Linked DNA regions of Mus musculus: region 2 is linked to region 1. The links are chromatin contacts, called in public HiChIP or PLAC-seq maps. All regions are on one chromosome and are shown on one strand. The core of a region is the stretch at or near the end of the contact, and the rest is flanking DNA. Distances in the headings are between cores, read along the strand shown.

What was found. HiChIP or PLAC-seq counts read pairs in DNA pulled down with a chosen protein or histone mark.
Region 2: an H3K27ac HiChIP or PLAC-seq map of embryonic stem cells shows a contact between it and region 1, with 12 read pairs. The contact joins the enhancer-like site here to the promoter of Aqp3 in region 1. A contact is called at or near these places in 8 of 39 promoter capture datasets (the HPC-7 cell line, cranial neural crest, embryonic stem cells and 5 more), 1 of 484 Hi-C or Micro-C datasets (erythroblasts), 2 of 115 datasets of contacts at active chromatin or transcription factors (both in embryonic stem cells) and 3 of 9 other capture datasets (adipose tissue, liver and pancreatic islet).

The regions. Positions count from the first base shown.
Region 1 is chr4:41,096,047-41,100,840 of GRCm38.p6, reverse strand. It overlaps Aqp3 (aquaporin 3), which reads left to right and starts at 2,658. Exons shown (of 6, transcript NM_016689.2): 1 at 2,658-2,839. The coding sequence starts at 2,732.
Region 2 is chr4:41,163,250-41,168,043 of GRCm38.p6, reverse strand. All of the region lies in intron 1 of Ube2r2 (ubiquitin-conjugating enzyme E2R 2), which reads right to left. Among named protein-coding and RNA genes, the nearest start is that of Ube2r2, 30 kb to the right of the region's middle. Within about 2 kb of position 2,868, at least 50 of the 459 cell types and tissues checked have an H3K27ac peak or open chromatin away from gene starts, as enhancers often do. A contact at or near this core is called in adipose tissue and embryonic stem cells, where this site is marked.

The DNA of each region.
Region 1 (4,794 bases), core at 1,409-3,908:
GTAAGGATTTTACTGTTGAGCCACAACCTCAGCCCAGTTTCCCAGGTACTAAATGAAGCATTAAACTTGTGTGTGATGGTTCATGCCTGTAATCCCATCACTTGAGAGGTTTAGGTAAAAGGTTGTCAAGAACTGGAGGCCAGCCTGGGCTACATAGTGAGTTGAAGGCCAATTTGGGCCAGTTTGTGTGACTTTGTCTCAAAAACAAACAAACAAAAATCAACCAAATCAACCAACGAAACAAATAAACAAACAAAAAACCAAAATGAATGAATGAATGAATGAATGCAGCACTGGGAAGGGATGGCACTCAATGGTAGAGTACATGCTTAGGATGCCATGCCCCAGGCCTGAGCAGAAAGAGAAAAAGAAGGGAGGGAGGGAGGGAGGGAGGGAGGGAGGGAGGGAGGGAGGGATGCAGGCAGGCAGTACTGAGAGCAATGGTGCCTATGGTGTTCCTCTGATGGATCAGACATTTTTACAGTTTGATGTAATTTCTCTCCATATTTTAGACTTTGAGACACAGTCTTTTTTGTGCAGGATAGGAACTGAAAAGAGAGGAGTCTCACTCTGTAGCTCTGGATGTCCTGGAATTTCACTACGTAGACCAGGCTGTCCTGAAACTCACAGATCCACAAACAGCTGGGATTAAATGTTTTCACCAACATACCCCTTTCAGCCATTTAAAAAATAGTTATTTTTATTCTTTTTAATTATGTGTCTGTATGTGGGTTTGCACACTTGGGCCACACTTACCCACAGAGACCGGAGGTGTAGGGTCTCCTGGATCTGATGGTGATGATGCCTGTGTGGATGCTGGGAACTGAGCTTGGGTCATCTATAAGAACAGTTCACTATAAACCACCGAGCCACCTCTCCAGCTTTCTCTTCTCTTCTCTTCTCTTCTCTTCTCTTCTCTTCTCTTCTTTTCTTTTTTTGAGACAGGCAGTTAGTAAGTTGCCCAGGCTAGCCTTGAACTCACCCAGTAAGATAACTGCTGAGTCCCACCCTCAGAACCCGTCGGGGGCCGAGTGCAGCCACTACCCCTCTGCCTAGCCTGGAGGCGCTGGTGGGGAAGACGGGTGACAGTTGTAAGGAGGGTCCTGTGGAGCTTGAATTTGTAAGCTTCCTGTCACCCTCCCAAGTAGCTGGTGAACTCTCTCTTTTTGAGACAGGGTCTTATTATGAAGCCTAGGCTAATTCCAAATCCACAATTTTCCTACCTTAGCTCGTGAGTGCTGGGATTATGGGTATGTGCCATGAAACCTGGTTGAGTTTAATCTCTCTCTAAAAAAAAAAAAAAAAAAAAAGCCAGGCGTGGTGGTGCACGCCTTTAATCCCAGCACTTGGGAGGCAGAGGCAGGCGAATTTCTGAGTTCAAGGCTAGCCTGGTCTACAGAGTGAGTTCCAGGACAGCTAGGGCTACACAGAGAAACCCTGTCATGAAAAAACAAAACAAAACAAAACAAAAAAAGTAAAAATAATTATGCCAGATGTGGTGGCTCCCGTTTTTTCAAATTCCGGCCCTTGGGAGGCAGAGACAGGTAGATCTCTCTTAGTTTAAGGACTGGGGCTACATGGTGCGTTCCAGGCCAGCCAGGGTTGCAAGGTAAGGCCTTATCTAAAAAAGAAAGAAAGAACGAAAGAAAGAAAGAAAGAAAGAAGGAAGGAAGGAAGGAAAGAAGGAAAGAAAGAAAGAAAGAAAGAAAGAGAGAGAGAGAGAGAAAGAAAGTGAGAGAAAGAAAGGAAGGAAGAAAGAAAGAAAGAAAAATTAATGATGATATACATGTGGGCACATGCACTGCTATGAACGTGTGGAGTTGGTTCTTTCTCTTCGGGTGGGTTTCAGGGATTGAATTCGGGTTGTCAGTCTGCCCTGGCAAGCGCTCTTCCTGTTGAGCCTACTCCCGGGGCCCCAGCTTAATTACTTAAAAGAGTAGATTTACATCGATGGGAGTGGGAAAGGAGGAGTTAAAAACAGCTGGAATTCACATGATGTAGCATGTGACATGTCAAGACAACAGCAGCTCAGCCAAGGGGGAAGGTCCACAAGGAGAAAGCCCAGGTATCCCGGCCCGCACGTGGCGCGTCCAGACGGTGTGACCAGGTCACAGGACATATACCATGCTAATCAACACATGCAACATGTGACATGTTCCCAGGGCACACGAAGCGCTGGTGAATTCTGGTTAGAACTCTGCATACACCTGCCTACCAGGGTCGTCACTCTGAGGTCTCTTCCCACTAGAGGTTTATAGCCTCCTTTAAAAATCAGCCGCCCGATTGAAGACCTGTTCTATCCAGTCATCGCAGCAAGCTGGTTCCTCACTCCTAGCGTGAGACGATGCCCACAAAGGCTCTCTGTGAAGGGGGTTGGGGTAGGGGGGTGGGGGGGGGTGGCGCTCGGGAGACCGCTTGCTCTTCCCGTTTTCACAGTATCCCAGTCCTCTCAGTACAACACTCACTCCCCTAAGAATCCTGCAGAGCCAACCCACCCTTAAAGCTCCACAGGACCCTCCTTACAACTGTCACCCCGCGTCCCCACCAGCGCCTCCAGGCTAGGTGGAGGGGTGGTGGCCGCACTCCGCCCCCGCGGGGTTCCGAGGGTGGGGCTCAGCAGGCTGAGCGTATAAAGGGCGCCACCTGCGCTCCGGGCCACCGCTCTCGGTGCCTTGCGCTAGCTACTTTGCACTCGTACGCCGCCGGACCTCGCCGCTGCCTGCCTCGCGCCATGGGTCGACAGAAGGAGTTGATGAATCGTTGTGGGGAGATGCTTCACATCCGCTACCGGCTGCTTCGCCAGGCGCTGGCGGAGTGCCTGGGGACCCTCATCCTTGTGGTGAGTGCAGGGTAGTGAGCAGTCCTATCTATTTCAGGCCCCGTGGTCCCCAACTCCTTATTCACTCCAGGGACAGTTTTCCAGGCAGACACGACCAGTTCCCCAGCTCTGCTCCCGAGGCTTAACCCTCAGGGTCAAGCTGACCTCCAAAGCCTTCAACAGTCTTGACAGTTCTAACTCAACTTGTGACAGTGCTACTTACCCAAGAACAGCTCTGCTATTTTGCCTTTCCCCCTGGAGACAGAGACCAAGGCTGCGGAGGGTCACCCCTTAGTGTGGGACCTCCCACACGTTTCCTGGCTTCCCAACTTTCCCAGGGCTCCAACCTCAGGACACAGCAGAGAAAGGCAAATGGACACCCCTATTAAGTTATTTGGGTCTTGGGTGTCTGGCCCCTAATGAATAATTAAGCCTCAGAAAGTCCAAAAGTTGCAGTGAAGTGAGGGCGGATTACGGCAGGTAGGGGCAGAGGGCGCAGATTTCTTGGGCTGTAAGCAGCAAAATCGGAAGAACGGAGATTGTGGAAGGAAACAGAGCCTAACAGAACAGTGGGCGCGTCTAAATGTGTTGTGCACACGCTGTAGGAGTCCTTCGGATCCTGCGACCCAGATGCTTCCAGCGTCTTTGCTGGCCTTTTGATCCCCCCTCTGCCTCTCCTCTCAATGGCCCCTGGTGAACCCCCAGATCTCAGGCTTCTGCAGTTTTGCCCCGAGTTCTGGTTAACTTGGCGCACTTCTTGATCAGACAGACACTATGGCTTTCATTTCCTGTCCCAGTTACTCTGATTTTCAGCCACTGACTTGTTTTTCTGAGTCTCTTCTCAATTCCGGTGTCCCTTTTTGCAGTGGGGTGGGTTACTTGAGTTCCAGCAACAGCCTCAGTCTTGGGTAGTGCAGATCAGTCAACTGGCGAGGGAACATGGTGGGGCAGGCTACACATGGAGAAAGGGGGCCCAAATGTGCCTCTGACTTCATAGACTAGTGGCCTATCAGTTGTCCCCACTCCCTCCTGCCTCGGTGGTTCCCTGTTTCCTATCTTGATTTGTGAGTCTGGCCACCTGTTCGGTTGAGAGCAGCAAGAGGACAAGGGAGGGTGTCTTACAGTTTCAAAATGGGGCCCCCTCATCCCGTCCCAGTTCTCAGAGCCTATTCCTCTGTAAAAGAACAGTCAGTCCCCCCACTGAGTCCCAGGATCACTTGGCTTAGCCTAGACCACAAAAAGAGGGTTCTGGATTTGTGGTGAAGGCTTTCAGGCTCAGGTAGATGCGAGAGATCAGGTGTCAGGGAAAAGCTTGAGGAGAGGGGAGAGCAAGCCTAGTGGATCCCCTGATGACTGAGGGCCTGCTCGTGTCCCTGTGTTGGGGACTTGAGACCTCTGTGTCAGGATCCAGGTTGACTTTGGGGTGAGGAAAGCCCCCTTTTTTCTGAGGTATATAGTTGGGTGGTATATGGGGTGAGGGGCTGGCTAAGAACCTGCAGCTGGGTGAAAGTGCAGGATAAGGAAGAGGAAAGATTAGCCCCAAGGTGGTGGAACTGGCTTTGACAGCCTCCTCCTCCGGAGGCCCCTTGGCACGGAGCCAAGTCTGGGCCTCAGGCAAAGAGCTCAGGCCAGGGTCTGACTGGACATAGTGCCCGGGACGGCCACATGCCTCCACCCCTTGCTCTTACAATCTCTGACCTTTGCTCTCACCTGCCGGAACACCTTTGACCTACATCGCTGCCACTGGCCTCCCTGCCTCATCTTCCCGAGTGATAATAATCAGTGCTTAACAACCCAGCACCCAGGCTTGGACCCATTAGAGTTAATGAGGCACAGCTTGCTGCTGGCCAGCGTAGCACTTACTTGTTTGTGAGACCCCGGGTCTCCTTCGCCCTAGTCCTTGGCTGTTCTAGAACTCACTCTGTAGACCAGGCTGGTCTCTCTGCCTCGAGAGTGCAGGGATCAGGCCTGGCTCA
Region 2 (4,794 bases), core at 1,619-4,118, 67 kb before region 1:
AGGGCTACGCAGAGAAACCCTGTCTCAAAAAACCAACCAAAACAAAACAAAACAACACCTAAAGCCCTGTTCTGGCCTCCATGAGCACCTGCACACACGTGATGCATATACATACACTTAGGCACACAGGTAAAATAAGTAATCTTAAACAATAAAATTTTTTTTGAGGCTGGAAGCATAACTCATTAGCACATTTGAGCTCTCTCTCTCTCTCTCTCTCTCTCTCTCACACACACACACACTCACTTGCATTGTGCACAACACTGTAATTTTTTCCAAAGAACTAAGCATATGTCTATGTACCACATGCACACAGAACCCAGAAGACCCAGAAGACGCAATCAGATCTCCTGGGAATGGAGTCACAGATGGTTGTAAGATGCCATGCAGACGCTAGGAATCATACTCAGGTCCTCTGAAAGACAAGTCAATGCTCTTTTTTTTTTTTTTAGATTTATTTATTGTATGTATTTGAGTACTGCCTTCAGACACACCAGAAGAGGGTATCAGATTCCACTACAGATGGTTGTGAGCCACCATGTGGTTGCTGGAAATTGAACTCAGGACCCCTGGAAGAGCAGCCAGTGCTCTTAACCCCTGAGCCATTATTTTATTTACTGATTGTCTTAGTCTTTAATTCCCTGATTTGCTATGGAGTCATGGCTGGTCTTGAACTCTTGATCCTCTCACTCCCACATCAGAATTCTCAAGCCATAGACAGATCACAAGTGTTTGCAACTATCACCAACTTGGAAGACAGCATTTTTAAAACTGAAATATTTAGCTGCACAGGCATGTGTCTTCAGGCTTGTAATCTGTCTGAAGTTTTAACATTTGGTACATGTGAAACCCTGGGGTAGAGTCCCAGTGAGAGTGTGTGTGTGTGTGTGTGTGTGTGTGTATGTGTGTGTGTGTCTCCCCCCCACCTCTCCTTCTTCTCTCGCCCTCCCTCCTTCATTTTTTTTTTTTTAATTTTGTTTTGGTTTTTTTCAAGACAGGGTTTCTCTGTATAGCCCTGGCTGTCCTGGAACTCACTTTGTAGACCAGGCTGGCCTCGAACTCAGAAATCCACCTGGCTCTGCCTCCTGAGTGCTGGGATTAAAGGCTCGCGCCACCACGCCCGGCCCTCCTTCATTTGCTAATTTGAAGAAACATAGGAAATACTTTGGACATGATTTTGGAGACTGACCCTACAGCCACATACATGTCGGGCAAGTACTCTACCACTAAACTGTATTCTCAGACACCACGTAAAATTTAAAAACTTTTTTATCTTATTTAATGTGTATAAACATTTTTGTCTCGAATGGGTATGTATGTACACCAAATGCAAGCCTGATGCCCAGTGTGAAGCCAAAAGAGGACATCAGATCCTCTGGAACTAGAGCTACATATAACCAGTTATAAGCTTCCATGTTGTGCTGGGGAATTGAACCCAGGTCCTTGGCAAGAGCCAAGGACTCTTAACCACTATGCTATCTCTCTCCAGGCCCCCAGCCTGCCAACTCTTGAATACAAAGTAAAAATCACTGAGTGAAGAGTTAACACATCTACCCATCTTCACTCCAGTCCTCACAAAGTCAAGGCCTGGAAACAAAATCTGTCTTCGAAAGCAAGAGGTAGAGAAGGCCTTTTGCGTCCTCAGTATTCTCCTGGACCAACCCTCCAGGATTTTGACAAAGAACCTGGCATCAACAAACCTCACATAAAAATGCTGCCAAAGCCTAGAAGTCTTAGCCAGCTACATCTGCCCCATTACCATTTTTATAATAAGGTAGACCATGGCCACCAGGTGGCAGCAAACTCTCTCCAAGATCAGATCAGATTTAGATGGGAAGGATTTCCTGAAATTCCAAGACAAAAATATCTCACATTTTGTATAAATTGTTTAACTCCACTTATCCCAGTCTGGTGGAACATAGATACCACCCATCATATAACCATCATTCTAGAATATGATGTTCTGGACTTAATACTTGTATACTGTTATATATAAAATAAAATAAAACAAAATTATGCCAGCTTAATATGCGTGCAATAGACTCACATAGGTGCATTCTTGTAATCAGAGCTGTCAGAAGCTGAGTCGGGAACTCTGAGTTCAAAGCTATCCTTATTGCAGGGAGGATCTTATCTGGGGGCCCGCAAAGGGGGCTCTGGCTGTGAAACAATGATAGACTAAGCACTTGCTGCAAAATCCTGGGTGCAGTTTCTAGCACTGTAAAACAAACAAAAATGTAGGGGGTGGTTCTGATGCTAAGGTCCTGTTCCCCAATTGGTTCTCCATAGATCAGTAAAGATGCCAGGAGCCAGTTGCTGGGCAGAAAGAAAGAGACGGGACTTCCAGGAACCACAGGCAAGCTAAGACACTCAGGAGGAGGAAGAGAGCTTTTGCAATGTTTCAGAGGGAGAAAAGGCCACAGCCATGTGAGATCTAGGGTGGAGTGAAAAGTTGAGAACAGATTTAGGATGCTGAGCTAAGAAAATTGGGAAGGGCAAGCTAGCTGTGGGAGATCAGAAGCACCTAGCAATTGAGCCAATAATGCAGGCTGAAAATAAGTTTGTGAGTGTGTGTGTGTGTGTGTGTGTGTGTGTGTGTGTGTGTGTGTTTTATCCACAGATCCAAGGGAACCTTGGTGGGGCTGGTAGAGTAGTCAGTCCACTCAGAGCTTAAAGCCGAGTAGTAAAAGATACATGGAACAGATGGCACACAATGAGGAAGGCAAGAATCCACTATTAGTCTAGGATGGTATACCCACACTCAAATGATGTAAGTCTAGGAAGAGGGAAGAACTGGTTTCTCAACAGAGCAGAGCCCAGTTATGGCTCCAGCTAGGAAAACTGGAACAAAGGAATACAGCCACAGCCAGAGAGAGCTGAAGGGGAGAGGCTGGGAACTCCTGCTGTGCAGTCAGGCTGTGACCAGGAAGAAGGCAGTGAGAGACAAACAAAAAGAGCAGCCTGCTTCTTACAAGCAGGTAATCAAAGGATAGACTTTTAACATTTGATTTACTTGTCTTAAAAGATAGAAGGGAATACAGATTTTGCCCAAGCCACGTGGGAATTTCTTCCTGCGGTTCAGAACTGATACAAAGAGCTTAAGATTTGAGGCAGAAAGCCAGATAGTAGATGCAGCAAATATTAAGCTCCACAGAACAGCGGAGGTAGAGAGAATGAGTGAATAAATGCTTTAAAGATGTGTAAAAGTCTTGCCAAGACAACTTCTAGGGATCTTTGAATGTGGCTGACACAAGATTTCTATTGATTGCTTTTGCCAGGTATGATATAAATAGAGCCTGGAAATAGGTGCATACAGTAAGCAGAAGGAAATTTAAAGTTAATTACAGAGAAATGTATGCCTCAATTGTTTTTCATTGAGGCATATTGATCTTAAAAAATTAGATCATCTGGGCGTGGTGGCGCACGCCTTTAATCCCAGCACTTGGGAGGCAGAGGCAGGAGAATTTCTGAGTTTGAGGCCAGCTTGGTCTACAGAGTGAGTTCCAGGACAGCCAGGGCTACACAGAGAAACCCTGTCTCGGAAAAAAAAAAAAATTATATCAAAGGCAGAGAATAGGTTGCTTAGCCTATCTTAAGACAGTAGAAATTTAGGCCTTGAGAATTATATAGAGAGAGCCTGGAAATAGGCCCATACAGTAAGTGGACAGGAATATTAAATAATTTAGGCCTTGATCTCATGAAGACACGAGACAGCAAAAACACTGACTCGTTTAATATTTGTTTAGATTGCTTTTATCTACTTTGAACTGTTTTATTTATCAAAATGAGTATGGTTTTGAGTTTAGTAGTTATACTAAAATCCCTCTGGGAGAGAGGTCAAGCTAAACAGTTAAAGATTTCCAGTTACTGGACCAAGGACTTGTTAGTCTGGAAGAAAGTCTCTGCTTTTGTGTTGACAGGAAAGGAGAAGAGGCTTCGGACTCCAGAGTGATATGGATCAGATATGACGGGGAGACCCCCTCAAGAACTAGAAAAATTCAAGAGAAACAAACAGGACAGGTAAAGGGTCATCGTGCTACCCTTCACAGGGCATGAATGAACACTTATAATTGGTTATTGATAAAATTAACTCATAAAAAAGACAGCTGTCTACCACCTGCTCAATCAAAGAACAAAACTTCATCCTTAACTGATGTGTGCACCCTGCACATTGCATGAGAAAACCTTAATGGTCCTAAAGTTTTGGTTGTGAGGTTCCAATATTACAGAATGCCCAGCTTTGCTGAGGTTTGTCCTAAGGTACTGAGCTGACCTGCCTGCCCCTGCTCCTGGTTGCTACACAAAACAGCTCTGGGACTTGCTGCTGATTCTAGGCCATCTCACCTCATCCAACCTTTCACACAGACCCAGTCAGAACTCCAGTCAAGCTCCGACCGAGCCTTCCAAACATGCAGAGACTGGATAACAGATGCGAAAGGTAACTTTAAGTCTATCCAGTTTTTCTAATTTCCCTCCCCTCCCCACCCCTCTAGAGAATTTTTTTTTTTTAAACAGTGACATCTGAAAATCTTTTTTTTTTTAAAGATTTATTCATTTATTATATGTAAGTACACTGTAGCTGTTTTCAGACACTCCAGAAGAAGGAGTCAGATCTCGTTATGGATGGTTGTGAGCCACCATGTGGTTGCTGGGATTTGAACTCATGACCTTCGGAAGAGCAGTCGGGTGCTTTTACCCACTGAGCCATCTCACCAGCCCATAGAGAATTTCTTTTCACCCCTATTCAGCAGGAAGAAGCTATGGAGAGTCGCCAACCCAATTCCCTGGGCTTGG